Linked DNA regions of Mus musculus: region 2 is linked to region 1. Evidence: chromatin contacts called from public HiCAR-type data. All regions are on one chromosome and are shown on one strand. Each heading gives the region's core, a stretch centred on a gene start, on an enhancer-like site or on the middle of the called end of the contact. The rest is flanking DNA. Distances are from core to core; before and after follow the strand shown.

Evidence for each region. HiCAR-type assays count read pairs that join an accessible place to other places.
Region 2: a contact with region 1 is called in a HiCAR-type map of astrocytes, with 4 times the contacts expected there. The contact joins two enhancer-like sites. A contact is called at or near these places in 5 of 39 promoter capture datasets (the 3T3-L1 cell line, hematopoietic stem and progenitor cells, hippocampal neurons and 2 more), 5 of 115 datasets of contacts at active chromatin or transcription factors (astrocytes, embryonic stem cells, extraembryonic endoderm stem cells and 2 more) and 3 of 9 other capture datasets (embryonic stem cells, liver and pancreatic islet).

What each region holds. Positions count from the first base shown.
Region 1 is chr1:72,835,704-72,843,531 of GRCm38.p6, reverse strand. The region is part of intron 1 of Igfbp2 (insulin-like growth factor binding protein 2); the gene reads right to left. Among named protein-coding and RNA genes, the nearest start is that of Igfbp2, 15 kb to the right of the region's middle. Within about 2 kb of position 4,046, at least 19 of the 459 cell types and tissues checked have an H3K27ac peak or open chromatin away from gene starts, as enhancers often do. A contact at or near this core is called in astrocytes, where this site is marked.
Region 2 is chr1:73,638,290-73,646,117 of GRCm38.p6, reverse strand. All of the region lies in intron 7 of 6030407O03Rik (RIKEN cDNA 6030407O03 gene), which reads left to right. Among named protein-coding and RNA genes, the nearest start is that of C530043A13Rik, 110 kb to the right of the region's middle. Within about 2 kb of position 3,202, at least 31 of the 459 cell types and tissues checked have an H3K27ac peak or open chromatin away from gene starts, as enhancers often do. A contact at or near this core is called in astrocytes, where this site is marked.

The DNA.
Region 1 (7,828 bases), core at 2,797-5,296:
GCAACACCCCACCCCCACCCCCACCCCGCGCCATACATTTTCTTATAGCTACAGAGTTGGTCCACAGGAAAACATTCCAAATAGAGAATTTCAGCTAGAGATGGAATTATTTCCCCTCAGAACAAAAATACCAAGCTGCATTCTTCTCTGCCTGAGAGAGTTAAGTTAGATCCAGGATAGTATCTGTTAAGCAACTACGTAGACGTGAGGCTAAGCAGGCTCTGTACAGAGGTCACTTCAGGAAACATTTCTTAATCACCTCCCAAGATTCAGGTAGAAAAGGCTTCAGACTTGGAGGTAACCAGTAGGGACTTGCAAGGCCCCTTAAGGGACCTTAAGACTCCGCCCCACGGATTGATAAGCGTTAGCCGTTTTCCCCAGCGTAGCAGTTTAAGGATCAACACGGAAGCACGGGATTTCACAATTATATTAATATACATAAGGTAAAGCTTTTCCAAAAGGAAAAGAGGTAGGCAGTGCAATCGGAGCCCTGAATGGAGGGTCTGCAGAACACGGGGACGTCCCTTCCCTGGCCTGCTGTATTACATCATCACTTAGACAAGTGGAAGTGAAAACGGCAGCGGAGATTAAAGGGAACGGGTGGCTTGCCCTGCTTTAGAACTGGCAAACCTGAGGCCCATGTCCATCTGGGTCTAACAGAGCAAACACAGTTGACATCAGAGGAGCTTCACAATTGGCCACGGCCTCATGCTGTCCTTTGACCCCCACACCCTTACCAACCTGGCCAGGGAGCCCAGCTGGAGGCTGACATCAGAAAAGGGCCACGTGTCCACTTCCTGCATTCTTACATTGGCTTTGAGACTTAATTTAGACTTAATATCTTTCTCTCGGGCAACCCTGTTTTGATTGTAGCATCAAGGATCTTATTCAGGGAATCAAAATCTCTAAGTTCCATAGAGCCCTGCTTTCTTCCAGGGCCATGTTCTGTCTGGGTCCCGGGGCTATGCTAAGAAGTCCATGATCTGTGGCTAAGTCTAAAGCACTATTAGAAAAACCAACCCCAGGAACCTAAAAGCAATCCCTCCCGTCTTTGTTCTGAGTACCTCCAAGTCAGCCCCATCTTCCTAGTAGGCCAACAGGTCTTCCCCTGTCCTTCTATTGGTTGTAAACAATGTCTAAGTTCATTGTCTTACCAGACCCTTGCATTCTTATGACCTCTTAAGCCTAGACAGTGGGAATTCTGAGTGCTTTTTAAACATGATATTGTTTTATTACTATCCTCATTCAAACTGTCATGGGGTCGGGGCAGATCCAAGCTTTATACAAAAGGTATGGACAATCTGTTTCTTGAATGTGTAATGTAAGGTTGTCTGCTGTGAAGGGGAAAAGGAAGAATAGCTAATATTTAATAACAAAATAACCAAATACATGGAAAAAACTAACTAGACCACTCTTCCTCAATATTCCCTGCTGTGATATTTCTCCATTTTGAGTTTTAAGATTTTTTTTTTCACAGAAGTGGATGATCACAGTCAGCTATTGGATGGGTCACACGGCCCCTAATGGAGGAGCTAGAGAAATTACCCAAGGAGCTAAAGGGAACTGCAACCCTATAGGTGGAACAACAATATGAACTAACCAGTACCCGGGAGCTCTTGTCTTTAGCTGCATATGTATCAAAAGATGGCCTAGTCGGCCATCACTGCAAAGAGAGGCCCATTGGACTTGCAAACTTTATATGCCCCAGTACAGGGGAACGCCAGGGCCACAAAGGGGGAGTGGGTGGGTAGGGGATTGGGGGGGTGGGTATGGGGGACCTTTGGGATAGCATTGAAAATGTAAACGAGGAAAATACCTAATTTAAAAAAAAAGAAGTATTAAAATAAATTATATGAAACTACTAAAGAACTAATAAAATTTTTAAAAGAAAAAAAAGATATATTTTTTTAAGTACATCAATTTTTTTTTTTGGCCTGCATGTATATCAATACAGAATGTGCATTCGATATCTGTAGAGGCCAGAAGAGGATTTCAGATCCCCTGGAACTGGAGGTACAGACCGTTTTGAGCCACCGTGTGGGCACTTGGAATCAAACCTCGGTCCTCTGCAAGAGCAACATGTGCTCTTAACCACTGGGCCAGCTCTCCAGCCCCCTCAGTCTGATGTGTGGAGTGTTTCATTTTTTCTCATCTTTGCATCTCTGGGACTGCACCCAGAACTGTTTTCTTAAATTTGATTATCTATCTGTCTCAACACATGCTGTATCTATCTAGCACATGCTGTAGGAGGTAAGAGACAGAAGAGAGAAAGAGGCTCCTGCTGGTTTAGTCATATATACATATGCATATTTTTTAAAGACCCTTGAGTGGAAGCTCAAAATAGATGATGTTTTGTTTTTCTTTTGTGCTTCTGGGTATAGTCCTGGACCTTGCACCCACTGACTGCATGCTCTACCATGGAACTACATGTCTAGGCTGGTTATTTAAATCCTACATGTAGCTAAAGTACAAAGCTCTCTGCTGCTTAACAGGGGTCTTTTGGGAAGACGGAACTTGCCTAAATACATTTTATGCAGCAAAAAGGGAAGATGAGGAAGAAAGATGGGGCGCGCGCGCACGCACACGCGCGAACACACACACACAGGTTCCCAGCATATAGGGGCAAATGCTCAAAACACATAGAAAACAGGTTGTGTTAGTGAAAATTTGAAGCCACTCCCTTTGGATGGCTGACCACAACCACCACACTAGCCTACACAGCAGGCAGCTAGACTCTAGCACATTCTAGGAGTCAGAAGAGAGAAAGAGGGTCCTACTTGTTTGTTTAGTTAATATTTAACCTAAAGACCTTAGTCTTTTGAAGCAACCCTGCATTCACCCCATCTTTTTCCCAATAGGTTCAAGGCAGCAGGAGCCTCTGGCTCTGAAATCCAGAACAGTTAGTTCACAGGGGTGCCTGAGTTCTGATCACTGCAGACCGAATTCCAAATGGGGTACGGTGTGCCTGATTCCTTAACTGAGTAGAGGAGTAATGTTATGGGATACGTTAGCCCCAGAGCACAGTCCAGTTTACTGAGTGACCCCCCTCTGGGTCGGCAGGTCCATCTATTCTTTGCTAACATACCCAGCTTCTACCCTCTCATTCTGTATCACCTTTGCTCCCAGAAAAGAACCCAGTCACATAACGCCTGGCATCTCTCAGACACTGCCACCACCACTGCCACATTCTAGAAGAATTTCCCCTTGTCCAGCAGACCAGCTTCTCCACAACTGACAGCCCTGCTCTCAGAACCATGCTTGAAGATGGAAATGGCTTTGTCGTAATCGCTGGATCCGCCAGCCTCAGGGGCCATCCCGTAGCTACTGCCTACTGAGCGTTAAAGAACTCAGGAAACACAGTCAAGTGGGAAACTGAGGAGGACAGCATTGTACCAAAGCAAGGCAGCAATCGCCTGGCTGAGGAATCCCCTCCATTCTTGCAGCATAGGCCCTTGAACTCCAAGGCCTGACTCAGTTCTAGTGTGGATGGATGAGCAAGCAGTGCTGGCTTCTAAGTCAGAGGAGGACGAAGGCTCTGACCCTGAACTTGCTACCCCTGGGGCCGTGAGTGAAGGCTGGGTGCTGAGCAGGATTTGACGTGAGTGCGCTGCTCATCTGTAAGTTGTGGAGTTCGACTAGGTCACCGTTTCCAAATGAAGCTACACTCAAAGCACCATCTGAAGTCTCTAAGAATAGCCCTGGACCCAAGCCCTGGGAGATCCAGAGACAACAAGCCTGGGCTACCAAGGAACCTATTTTAAACAAAAGCCCTCAATCACTGGCATTCCTGGGGTTCCATCTTCCTGTGGTTCTTCTGTAGGCTATCCTGAATGACTCACTTGGTAAAGAGAAAAAGAGACCTCTTCTATTGGAACAAGAAAACCTCAGATAAATTCTCAGCCAAGTGCCGGCCTCAGGCTTTATACCCATTGGCTCTCAGGTTTGTAGAGAAACTTATGAATGCTTACACACATGCGTCCTTGGCCTGGCCCCAGGGGCATATCTAGAGCATGGCCTTACACTGCTGCCTCATCGAAGGCTCCCCACGTGAGCACAGCCTCTCTGGAGCCTCCCTGCCGGTGCGGACTCAGAAAGGGCTGCTTTAGAAACACCAGGTTCATTCCTGGAATCGCAAAGACCTGCCGTGGGTCAGGGCTGAGGCAGACAGTTTGAGAAAACAAAAACACACTCAGATTCAGCCCAAGTCCTCTGGGATTCTGCAGGCTCAGTTGTCCTTGAAGAGTCAGAGAAACTGATATCAAGATGGCAAACAGCACTATCAGTTTTCACTTCTTCCCATGAGTCCTACTTATTTCTCCCCCAGCTCATTCACGTCATCCAGGAAGCTGGCAAAGTGACTTAGTGGCCAGAGGCCCAAGTGAGGAGTTGGGCCAGAAACTACAGGGACAAAATAAAGTATCTAACCCTCAAATTCTACACATACATAAAGTATATGTGTAAAAAAAATCTCTTTTCAACTATCTGTAGTTGGTACTGCAATTGGCAAACGAAGACACAAAACAAATAGGGTGGTATAATGGATAACAAGCAGTGGCCATAAAGGCAAGCATTTGCCTGTTTGTCAACACAGATTCAAAATCTAATATGGACAGGAGAAACTAATTTACTATTTTTCTGTGCCTGCCCCTGTCCCTATGTGTGTCTGTCTGTCTCTGTCTCTGTCTCTGTCTCTGTCTCTGTCTCTGTCTCTGTCTCTGTCTCTCCCTCTCCTCTCCGTATCCTATTTTGTTTTTCAAGACAGAGTTTCTCTGTGTAGCCCTGGTTGTCCTGAAACACAATCTGTAAGCCAGGCTGGTCTCAAACTCAAGAGATCCACCTGCCTCTGCCTCCCAAGTGCTGGGATTAAAGGTGTGAACCAATGGGGCAAGATTTTCCAGTTTACTTCAGAGAACTTGAACAATATTGATCATCCATCATACACACATCTGCATACATGCAAAACTTTGAAACTATCCATTCATCATGTGTGCAATTCTCTTTAGATTAAAAAAAAATGTACTATTTAAATACTACGCTAGTAGACAAAATAATAAGCATCCACAGTTCTGGGTAGTAGACTGATATTTTTGCTTCTTACTATTTCTAGACTTTTCTTTAAAAAAAAAAAGTCATTTCTCTGGGCCAGGGGTGTATGTAGCTCTGTGGTAAAGGGCTCGCATAGCATATACAAGGTCCTGAATCCATCTCCAGCACTGCAAAAATAAATATATATAAAATACTTCACCTTGTGCTGCCTAGTTTTATATCCACCCAACACAAGTTAGAGTTATCTAAGAAAGAGTCAGTTGAGAAAATGCCTCCATAAGATGAGCCTGTATGTAGGCCTGTAAGGCATTTTCTTAATTAGTGATTGATTTAGGAGGGGCCTGCCCACTGTGAGTGGAGATTACCTCGAGGCTAGTGATTCTGGGTTCTGTAAGAAAGCAGGCTGAGCAAACCATGAGGTCTAAGCCTGTAAGCAGCACCCCTCCATAGCCTCTGCATCAGCTCCTGCCTCCAGGTTCCTGCCCTATTTTGAGTTCCTGCCTTGGTTCCCCTCAGTGGACTGAGTGACTCATAGATCCATCTTTTTGGTATATCCCTTTGCTTCCCAAGTTGCTTTTTGGTCACGGTGTAACCCTAAGACAACTACAATCCTCCCCTCATCTATCTTATCAAACAGAGTATAAATAAACTTGGAGAGCCCTAGAGCGTTACAGACACACAGTGACACGGCAGGCATCAAGACCACTTTCAGGGGCTGATGCAATGTTGTCAGTATGGTTTGTCCATCAACAGGTCTCTACGTGGGACCCCCAACATCTCTCTGTGACCTGCAGAACTGGAGTTGAGTCAGGGAAAGGCCCAGCTAACAGTGGCAGACAGACAGTCAATGACTCAAGAAAGGCAAAAATAAAGAAAAGACGACGACTCAGCCCAGAGAACAGGACATCAAGTGTACCATGGTGCAGCGCAGATCATCGGTGGTACCGGATTCCAGCTGATGCCGAGGTAGAAATGTCCAAGGGGTAGTAAGAAGACAGCTGCTCTGTGTCCCCAAAAACAAGCAAGGGGAGAGATCCAAGCGATTACCTAACTTGGGATTTCACAAGAACAAAAATAAATGATAAACAGCAGGTAGGAAAAAATAAAAAGTGGGGGAAAAAAAAATCACACATCTCTTCTAGGAGGGCTTTTGAAGTGGTGTGGCCACCAAGGGTGCAAAGGCACTTGACTCTGACATGAAAGGCATGGCTGGATAAAACATCCTGGAAATTCAACTGTTTCTCTGGCCTCTGGCTTTGAATGCTTCCTCCCTGGTTGGTGATGCTTTTGAGGAGTCCTGGCTTTCTTAAAGAAAAATGTTATTGGGGGTGGAACTTTGAGAGTAAAGACTCTGCTTCATTCCAAGGTTCTCTGCTTCATGTTTGTAGCTCCGAGTGTAATTCTCAGCTTGCAACTCAGCTGCCCTGCTCGCCTCTTCGCTGTCATGAGGACTCTGGTCTGTCTGGGTGGTGTTTTACCACAGCACCAGGAAAGGAACTCATATGAGGACTCCCGCAAGCTGACCTCTGACTGGCATACATATGAGATCAATGACTGTAATTAAAACCAACAGAAATCCCCGAGTCTGTGGCCTCAACTCCTCCAAAGAATGGAGCCCCTTAAAGACACTAACCTTGGCTTCCACAAAGAAGCAACCTTCATTAAGTATCTTCATCAAAAGGGACCACTATGGGAGGAGATGAGCAATAGAAAGGGAACGGCAGGATACAGCTGATACGAAGGGGAGATGGGGGAAATGGGAGTCTCTGATTAGGGAGGGACAGAGATGAAAGCAGATGAAGGTGGGCAAAATAAGGGTAAGGGTGTGTTGGAAAAGGCATGAGGGATCGCACTATTTAACTATCTACTTCAAAATACCAGTAACACACAGGAGTAGGTATATGAATATACATATACAATTTAAGTAAAACTCTACATCTGGGCTGGCATGCAAGGAGAAAAACTCACGAGGTTCCAAACCTGGACCAAAACCCACAGGCAACCAAGGAATGCCGAGAGCAAAAGAAACAATCAATCTTCCCCAGGGAAAATTCACTTATCGGTGATCCAAAACCAAACGGTCAGCCCTGAAAACATACATACCAGGAACATTATAGTCTGAGCAGGTTATACTTATATATTTAAGAATGTACATATATCGCCGGACACAGTGGTGCATGCCTTTAATCCCAGCACTTGGGAGGCAGAAATCCGATTTCTGAGTTCGAGGCCAGCCTGGTCTACAGAGTGAGTTGCAGGACAGCCAGGGCTACACAGAGAAACCCTGTCTCGAAAAACAAAAAACAAACAAAAAAGAATGTACATATCTCTGTGTGCATATATACATAGATATATGATATATATATATATGATACATATGTATATCACAATTTTTTTAAAATTTGAAAGAGAGCAAGCAGCAAGGGTGGTCATGGTATGTAGAAAGGCTTTAATGGATGAGAAGAAAGGGAGAAATGATTTATAACCTCAATAAATAAATTAAAAAGTTCGAGTTTCTGAGGTCACATGTTTTCTTCTTCCTCCAGACTTAAGGAGTATTATTTCCCACCAAACTTGACTCTCTCTGCGTGGTTTCTGCCACTGTAAAGGGAACCTAAATCTTCCTAGAGCTTTGCTCAAAGGCCCAGTCCCCTGCCTTAGATTCACAGACATCTCCTCTGACTTTGTTACTTTAAACTGTTTGTCTTGTGCTCTGGGAACGATAACAGTAGTATCTTTACAAAGCAAGGCTAACTTGTGCACGGCATGTACTCCTTTGTGG
Region 2 (7,828 bases), core at 1,953-4,452, 800 kb before region 1:
AAAAACGGGGCCATGAAGTCAAAAGAAAGCAAGGAGTGATGTATGAGAAGGTTTGAAGTAGAGAAAGGAGAAATGATGTAATTATATCAATCTAAAAACAATAGAATAATTGGATATAGTACTACCGGAAGATCCAGCAATACCTCTTCTGGGCATATATCCAGAATATGTTCCAACTGGTAAGAAGGACACATGCTCCACTATGTTCATAGCAGCCTTATTTATAATAGCCAGGTGTCTCTTCAGAATATTTTCATTTTGGCAGTGACTCTTACACCAGAATCTTATGACTCCAGAACTCTGGGGCAGCCTCTCTGCTCATAGATGACTTACACTGCTTAGGGCTATCCACCACTCATTTATAGCGTCACTACACAGTGTTACACAGCCTAGTGCAACTGTTCTCAACATGTGGGTTGTGACCCCTATGGCAAACCTCTATCTCCAAACATATTTATGTATAATTCATAACAGTAGCAAAATTACAGTAATGAAGTAGCAATAAAAATAATTTTATGGTTGGGGGTAGGGTCATCACAGCATGAGGGACTGCATTAAGGGATCAAAGCATTAGGAGGGTTGGGAACCATTGTTCTGGTGGTGTGTGTATGTGTGTATATGTGTCTGTCTGTCTGTCTGTTTGTCTGTCTGTCTGTCAGTCATACTGTGTGGAGTTCTGAAGAGGTTGAACATGATGGGCATATACAACCAGCTCTCCTAAGTTGTTTTATATTACTTCATACCATGCTACTAAGAAAGTGGAGCCTGCATGCTTGTTCCCAGTGAGATCTGGAAAGATCTGTTTGACCAGCTAAGGCTGAGTTTTGATGTAACCCACAATGCATGCCAACTCTTTCTCTTTCAGGTGGATCACGGAGGGGAGGGGGAGGCAGAGGGGGCCTTTGATGTCTATTTGCAGTTAGAGGAAAGGAAGTGATTGCTTTTTTTCAACTGCTTCCGTGGGTGCGGGGGAATATAGTGACATTGAAAACTCATGTATCCAAGGCCTTGGACCACATTATTTTATTTAATCCTCTAACACATTTAGAGGAAACTAACAGCCCTCTGTCTTTATAATTACAGGGAAGCAGACTGAGTTTAAGGAACTTGTCTAATACAAAAGAAAAAATTATGACCAGGAACCTGAAGTGACTTAGACTTGCTGGTGCTGTGAGTCGATGTGTTCTCTCTCTCTCTCTCTCTCTCTCTCTCTCTCTCTCTCTCTCAAATTACATCTATTTAGTGTGTACGTGTGTACATGTGTTCATGTGAACGTGCCATGGGGCATGTGTGGAAGTCAGAGGAGAACTAGCTGGAGTGGGTTTTCTTCCCTCCTAGTGATTGAGTTTAGGTTGTTTGGCTTGGTGATCTGCGCCTTAAGCCACTGTTTCACAATGCTTTGTCTTGTGTGCACTTTTCTACCCAGGCCACTTGCATCTTGCCTGCCATGGTCTCAGCAGGTCTAGCTGTTGCTGTGTCTTCAGACAGGATAGAGAACAGCTGGCGTCCTCTCCGAGTGGAGTAATCCCTCTGAGACTTGAACACTGTTGTTCATTTCCTTACCTTAGTGGGAGACATTTTTGCTGGACATTTTGGAAGGCCTAACCGGATGCAGCTTTTAATAAAATATCCGTAAGCTGGAGTTAAGCCACCAGATAGCTGATGACTGCTCTTGGACAGGAAGCATGCTCAGGACCATAAAACTCAAAGGTGGAAAGAAACCCTTCCAGCAGAGGGCTCGCTGGTGGGACAGCTGCTGTTTATCTTATTTTTAAAAATGTAGCATTTTATCCCACTAAGTGGTTACAACTCCTAGTTAGTGGTAAGACATCAGTAATGTTTATATTTATTCTCAGATGTTTAACTTAAACTCAAAGGGAAGTAGTTTAGGTATAAAAAAGGGGAACACACACACCCACACCACGTAGGAGGCATCCTCCTTTGCATCTGCACTCTCATACCTACGGAATGAAATCACTTTACAATGACTTATTGTGTCACAGGCATGTTTCTGTACCCTAAGCTACAGCAGTGTCAAAAAAGAAGTCATCAAAAATTATCCTCTTAAAATAAGTGTAAAACTTCCTCAAAGAAATTGTTGTGCCTCAAAATCCCTGGCCCCCTGAAAAACTTTTCGAGCAGGGTAGAAACATTGACAAGCTCTCTAAAAAAAGACAGAAGTATCAAAACGTGACAATGCAGTAAGCATTATAATCTTGAAGAGGACCAGAAGAGATTCTCATGGTGAGAGACACTTTAGGCAACTGCCAAGAAGAAGGGCAGAAGGAAACAGGAGGAGGGCAGACTGCCAGTGCTGCATTCAGAGAGGGGAGTAAGGAAAGACAAGGGGAGACAGAGTCAGAGGCCAGCAGGCTGGGGGCTCACTGATCAGGGAATGGATTTCGGGGTGAGGGAAGCACATGGAAGAAGAGTTCCTGGGGGTATTTGAGAGTCTTTGTGAGGGAGGGGATTTGGAGAAAGAGCATAAACGCTGAAGTGTGTGCCTGGATGAGCTGAGTTAAATAATCTGAGTTTGGATTTCGTCGGTCAATCTGGGGCAATGGGTTTCAGCGAGCTGCTTTGGCCTTTGAAGGGCTAAAGAACTGGAAGGTTGTTTGGAGAACACCAGACTTCCATAATGACAGTTATTTATTTATTTATTTATTTATTTATTTATTTATTTATTAATGCTCTATTCTTGGCGACATTCAGAGCATCCTGTCCAGAAGATAGTACTTCCACCTCCTACCTGTGGAAACTGCAGAGTTAAGGACTCTTGGCAAGGAATCTCTAGTAAGTAGTTAAATCACCATTCAAATCAAGGCTTGTCTGACTCCTAAATCATTCCTTGGTTTTTTTTTTTGTTTGTTTGTTTGTTTTCTTTTTTCTTTCTGCCTTCCTTGATATTTTTAAGACTGAAGCTCTCTGAGGAGGCTGGAAGAACTGAACTCTAAAATCCGAGGTAGACCAGTTAGAACCACAACACAAATGGAATATTTTAATCCTGCAGTCCACCCCCACTCCCACCCCGCTCCCCAGTGGAGATTTCACAGTGGTCAAGGTCAGGGATGGAATTGTCAGGGCTGAGTTAAGAGAGAGACAGGATACTTAATGTAATTCGTGACACATAATCGAGTAGCCTCCTTGCTTTGACATGCAAATGTCCAAAGCAGGACATCAAACAGGCTGGCCTCTCGGCCTCAGCATGCTATTCTGGGATGCTAAGAAAGCCAGCGTGTAGCTTATTAGACCTGAAAGAACAAGTGTGAATGCAGGCTCTCACTTGCCAGGGCTTGCTCAAAAGCCATGACCAACTTACAGCTTGCCTCCCCAGATTCCTTAGTAGGCCTTAGCACTGTAGCTCCGTGGCTCTCAGTCTAGTTCCTATACCGGTGACATAACAGAGGAGGGACACAGCAAGACCAACTCTAGGATAATCATCAGGGAGTTGGGCTCTGTAAGAGGGAAGCCATAAGGCTTTGTGACAGTAGGTCAGGCTCCCACGGGACACTCTTCATCCAGTGGGAAAAGTCTGAAGCTAAACTCAAGTCTTCTGGACTCAGTTAAAGATGGTTTACAGACTTTGCCTTCTAGAAAATAGCAAACCAGGTGTCTGCTCAAAGCTGAGAGGTCCTGTGAAGACACCTGGGTATTGGGACACTACCATAATTTTTACAGCAGAACCAATGCACTTAAAGCATTGTGGTGACTGGGATCCCAGAGCTCTGTAAACTGCAGAGTTGTGATTCCCAGAGGAGACTGTGAGGCAGATCTCAGCATCAGGCTGGTCATGTGCACCTGCTCAGTAAATGGAAAGAGAATGGTTTTCTGCAAAGTAGGGTCTTAATCGGAATTTGCAGAGGCTCTGGTATTCGTTCCTGTTCTATTCACAGCTCTCAGGAATAATTCACCCAATTTACTCTTTAGGTTACCAGCAAGTGGCTAGTGTTCCTTGAGGACTGGTTGTGTTCAGGGACACACACGGGAAGGCAGATGACATAAATAACAGCGGTGTGGCTTCTCAATACTGTTCTTCCAGGTGTTATTCTTGAATCTATTAGTTGTGTGACACATGGCCAAGCTTAACTCCCAGTATCTAACAGTCACCTCACATTGAATAAATGAGGAGAAAGAAAAGAAAAAGGAAAAACAAAACAAAACAAAAAAACCCAACCCAACAACCTAAGTCTCGGACAGGAAAAGTCACCTGTCTGTGGTGGACACAGACCTAGAACCTTCCTGACCCTACCTGACCCTAGACTGTCTGGTTGGGAAATCTACGGGAGGAAGATACAGCAAAGATACAGAGGGAGGGAAGACGCCTTGGAAATCCAAACATGCAAAGATCTTCTACCAAGCGCTAGTAGAAGTTTCCTGGAGAGAACCACGTGGAAGATATTCTGGGGACCAGCCTTTTGGTGTATCACCCGAGGCCTGTTTCTGTCCAACATTTCTAAGCTGTCTCAGATGGGTTGCGCACATCCCTTGGTCACATTAGAGTCTGCTTTGGACAGGTCAGGATATGAGAACATGAAGGGCTGGCCAGAGAATGAGCGATTTAGGTTATTTTCTGGGGAGTGGGGGCGGGGGAGGATGGAGGATACTAACTTTTAGACAACTTAACAGTTTTCTCTTTAAATAAAACTCAATGCTTGGGGCTTGAGTTTTATTTTAACCATGGCGTGTTTCGCAGGGCTCTCACAGCTGATGCATTAGCGGGGAATAACTTAGCAGGCACAGGACGAAGTTATGCAGCGTGGTGGGGGGAGAGCTTCTCTAGTTCCTTGTTTTCAGTCCCAGAAGAATTGAATCTTCTGTGTAGGCTGCCTGACATAGACCATGGCCTTGTCAGTGGCTCTGGAATTAACAAAAGGGTTTTTTATTTACCCAGGGCAGAGCTTTTCTTACCTCCCTTTCCGTCCACTAAACCAGCCATGCACAGCAGCACGTACTGAGACCTCAAAGAAATCCAGCCACTGACTTAAAAGAATCCACACTGAAGGGGGCTGGAGGAGTTTAATAAGCTTGGTCTCTCCTTTTCTTCTTCTAGGATTTTTTTTTTTTTTTAACAAAACTCTCCATGTGTTTGCCACAATAAAATGCTGAAGCTGGGGGTGGGGGTGGGATAGAGATGGCCTCCTTCACAGAGTTGGGAACAGTGAGGGGTGCTTTCGGAAGGTGTTGGGAAGTGTGGATTGGCTCACAGCCAAGGAGTGGACAATTCAGAACTGCTGAAGCTTTGCCTCGCTCACAGAAAACCCTTGGCAAAGCCACAGCTTGAAATATAGGCATCCTTTCCAAGACCCAGGGCTTTACCGGCCAGTGCTTCTTTCCTTTTAGCACTGTGATCTACGTTATCTTGTTCTCCGAGTCAGAGCTGTTCACAGGAGTTGTACCCTCACCTACAGGTCTCAGCCTCTGGAAACAGCGGCAAAGGCTTCTTGCGTTGTCTGAGGTGATGGACGGATCCTTCCCTTCTGGTAGACAGCGCTGTTGATGGCAGGCATACTTAGCTTGTAAGTTTAAGTACTTTCTGAACATTCTGGAGAGTGAGGGATAGCCTGTGCGAGAGGGAGAGAGAGAGAAAGAGAGAGAAAGAGAGAGAGAGAGAGAGGAGGAGGAGGAGGAGGAGGAGGAGGAGGAGGAGGGGGAGGGGGAGGGGGAGGGGAGGAGGATGGGGGAGGGGAGGGGAGGGGAGGGAAGAGGAGAGGAGAGGAGAGGAGAGGGAAGAGAAGAAGAGAGAGAATATGCACAAACATGTACACACAGATAAAACAAACACAAAGCAATAAATATTTGCTATATGTTTCCTTGGCAAACACATTCTGTCCTGTCATTCTAATCAGTAGACTTGTGACCAATGAGAAGGTCTTTATTTACTGACCAAAGCTGACCACCAAGGGACCCTCTGAGAGTCTCATCATGGCTTATCTGGGAAGGACTATTGGAATACCTGTATAAGGAAAAGGTTATAGGACCTATGGAGTCAGGAAGCTGAGAAGGTTCTGCTGCTCCTGCTTGCATGACCTAGAGGTTCTCTGGTTATTCACCACCTTACCAGTAAGAAAACACAGGAAAATAATTCTCACCTAAAGCAAATCTTACGGAGCTGAGCTAGTTACCACTGATAGCTGTCAGTACCCAGCTAGCTCAGCTTCTGGGCACTATGTTTTCTATCAAATTAAATATTCACTTTGTTGTATCTTGGGGATAGAGAATAAAGCCAAACTCCATTATATCCCAGTGTCCATAAAACTACCTGGATCTTTGCAGTTGGTGCAGAATTTTGGCAGATAGGTATTGGGAAGACCTGTGTACCTTAGAGTAGGGAGGGGAACAAGAGGTACAATTCAGAGATGTCTTTTAGGATTAGTTAATTATCTGAGCTCTCATGAGGGCAAATGTGGTGGAGATGGGCTGGAAAGATGCCTTAGTGGGTAGAGCACTTGTACTGCAAGCCTGAGACTCTGGGTTTCAAACGATAGTTCCCCACTTAAAGATCTAGGTGTTAGGGTCATCACCTGTACTTCCAATGCTAGTGGGTGGAAACAAGAGGCTTCTAGAGGCTCAGTGGCCAGCTAGGCTCGTCAATTCATGAGCTCTAGGCTCAGTGAGAAACCCTAGCTCAATAAATAAGGTCATGAGCAATAAAGAAAGATATCTAATATTTGCCTTGGACCTATGCACACACACTCATGCGAGTACACGTACCCGTGCGCATATATGTATATACCATAAATACCCAAGAACGAACTTGTGGAGGCTGTGCAAGACTAGGAAGGTAAGGACTGGAGGAAAAGCTCGGTGGTTAAGAGTGCTTTTGCAGAGGGTCTGAGTTTAGTTCCTCACGCTTTCCTTAGGCCACTCCCAACTTGTCTCTAATTCTAGGGCTGGGATTTCCCATGCCCTCTTCTGGCCACCATGTACACACTCACATGCATGAAACCGCCAAACCACACCTAGACACATACATATACACATAGTGAATAATTAATTAATTCATTAAAATTTAAACTAGAAAGTTGCAGGCCTCCATCATGACTTGCAGGCTTCGAGACTGTCCCAGGGAACAACCAAGTATAATACCATCCTAATAGTCATGGCCAGAGTCATTAGGGGTCAGCACAGATAGACATCTAATCTCAGTGTTTCAACACAAAGCTGAATTTCCACTCTCCAAATAGCCAGTGTGACTTGGTAGGAGTGTTCCTCTAACCATGGACTCTGGGGACTGCTTGCCTTTCTGTCTTGTCACAGACCTTTCACGTTTGCCCCAGCAGGGTAAAGGGAGGTGGATGGGGCACAGTGTTCTTTTCCACGCAGATGCTAAGCTGGCAGGAATCATTTCTGACCACAGCCATGAGCTGTAGTCCAGCTGAATATCGGACACAGGTAATCAGTGGTCACCGGAAGTCTCGACCGCTGCTGAGAACCTGTGGCTGGCCATTCCAATAGTCACATTGTGGTGACCGACTGGACGTGCCAGCTGGATTCTGTCCCTCCTTATGCCTTCACTGAGGCATACATGGGACTAAGGGGCAGTGGAAGCTTGGGGAGGGGATGGTCATTATCTTTCCCTTCTTCCCTGACAGACAATGGCTTTGCAGAGGGACTACACCACAGTCATGGTATCTGGTATGGTTTGAATGTGAACTATCCACAGACTTAGGTGTCTCAATATCCAGTCCCCAACTGATGATGTTGTATAGAGATGCTGTGGAACAGTGGCCTAGGTAGCAAAAGTGGGTTGCTGGAGTAGGCTTTAAAGGCTAGACCAACTTCCAGTTCCTGGGCTATTGGAATACGCCTTAAGGGTTAGATCAACTGG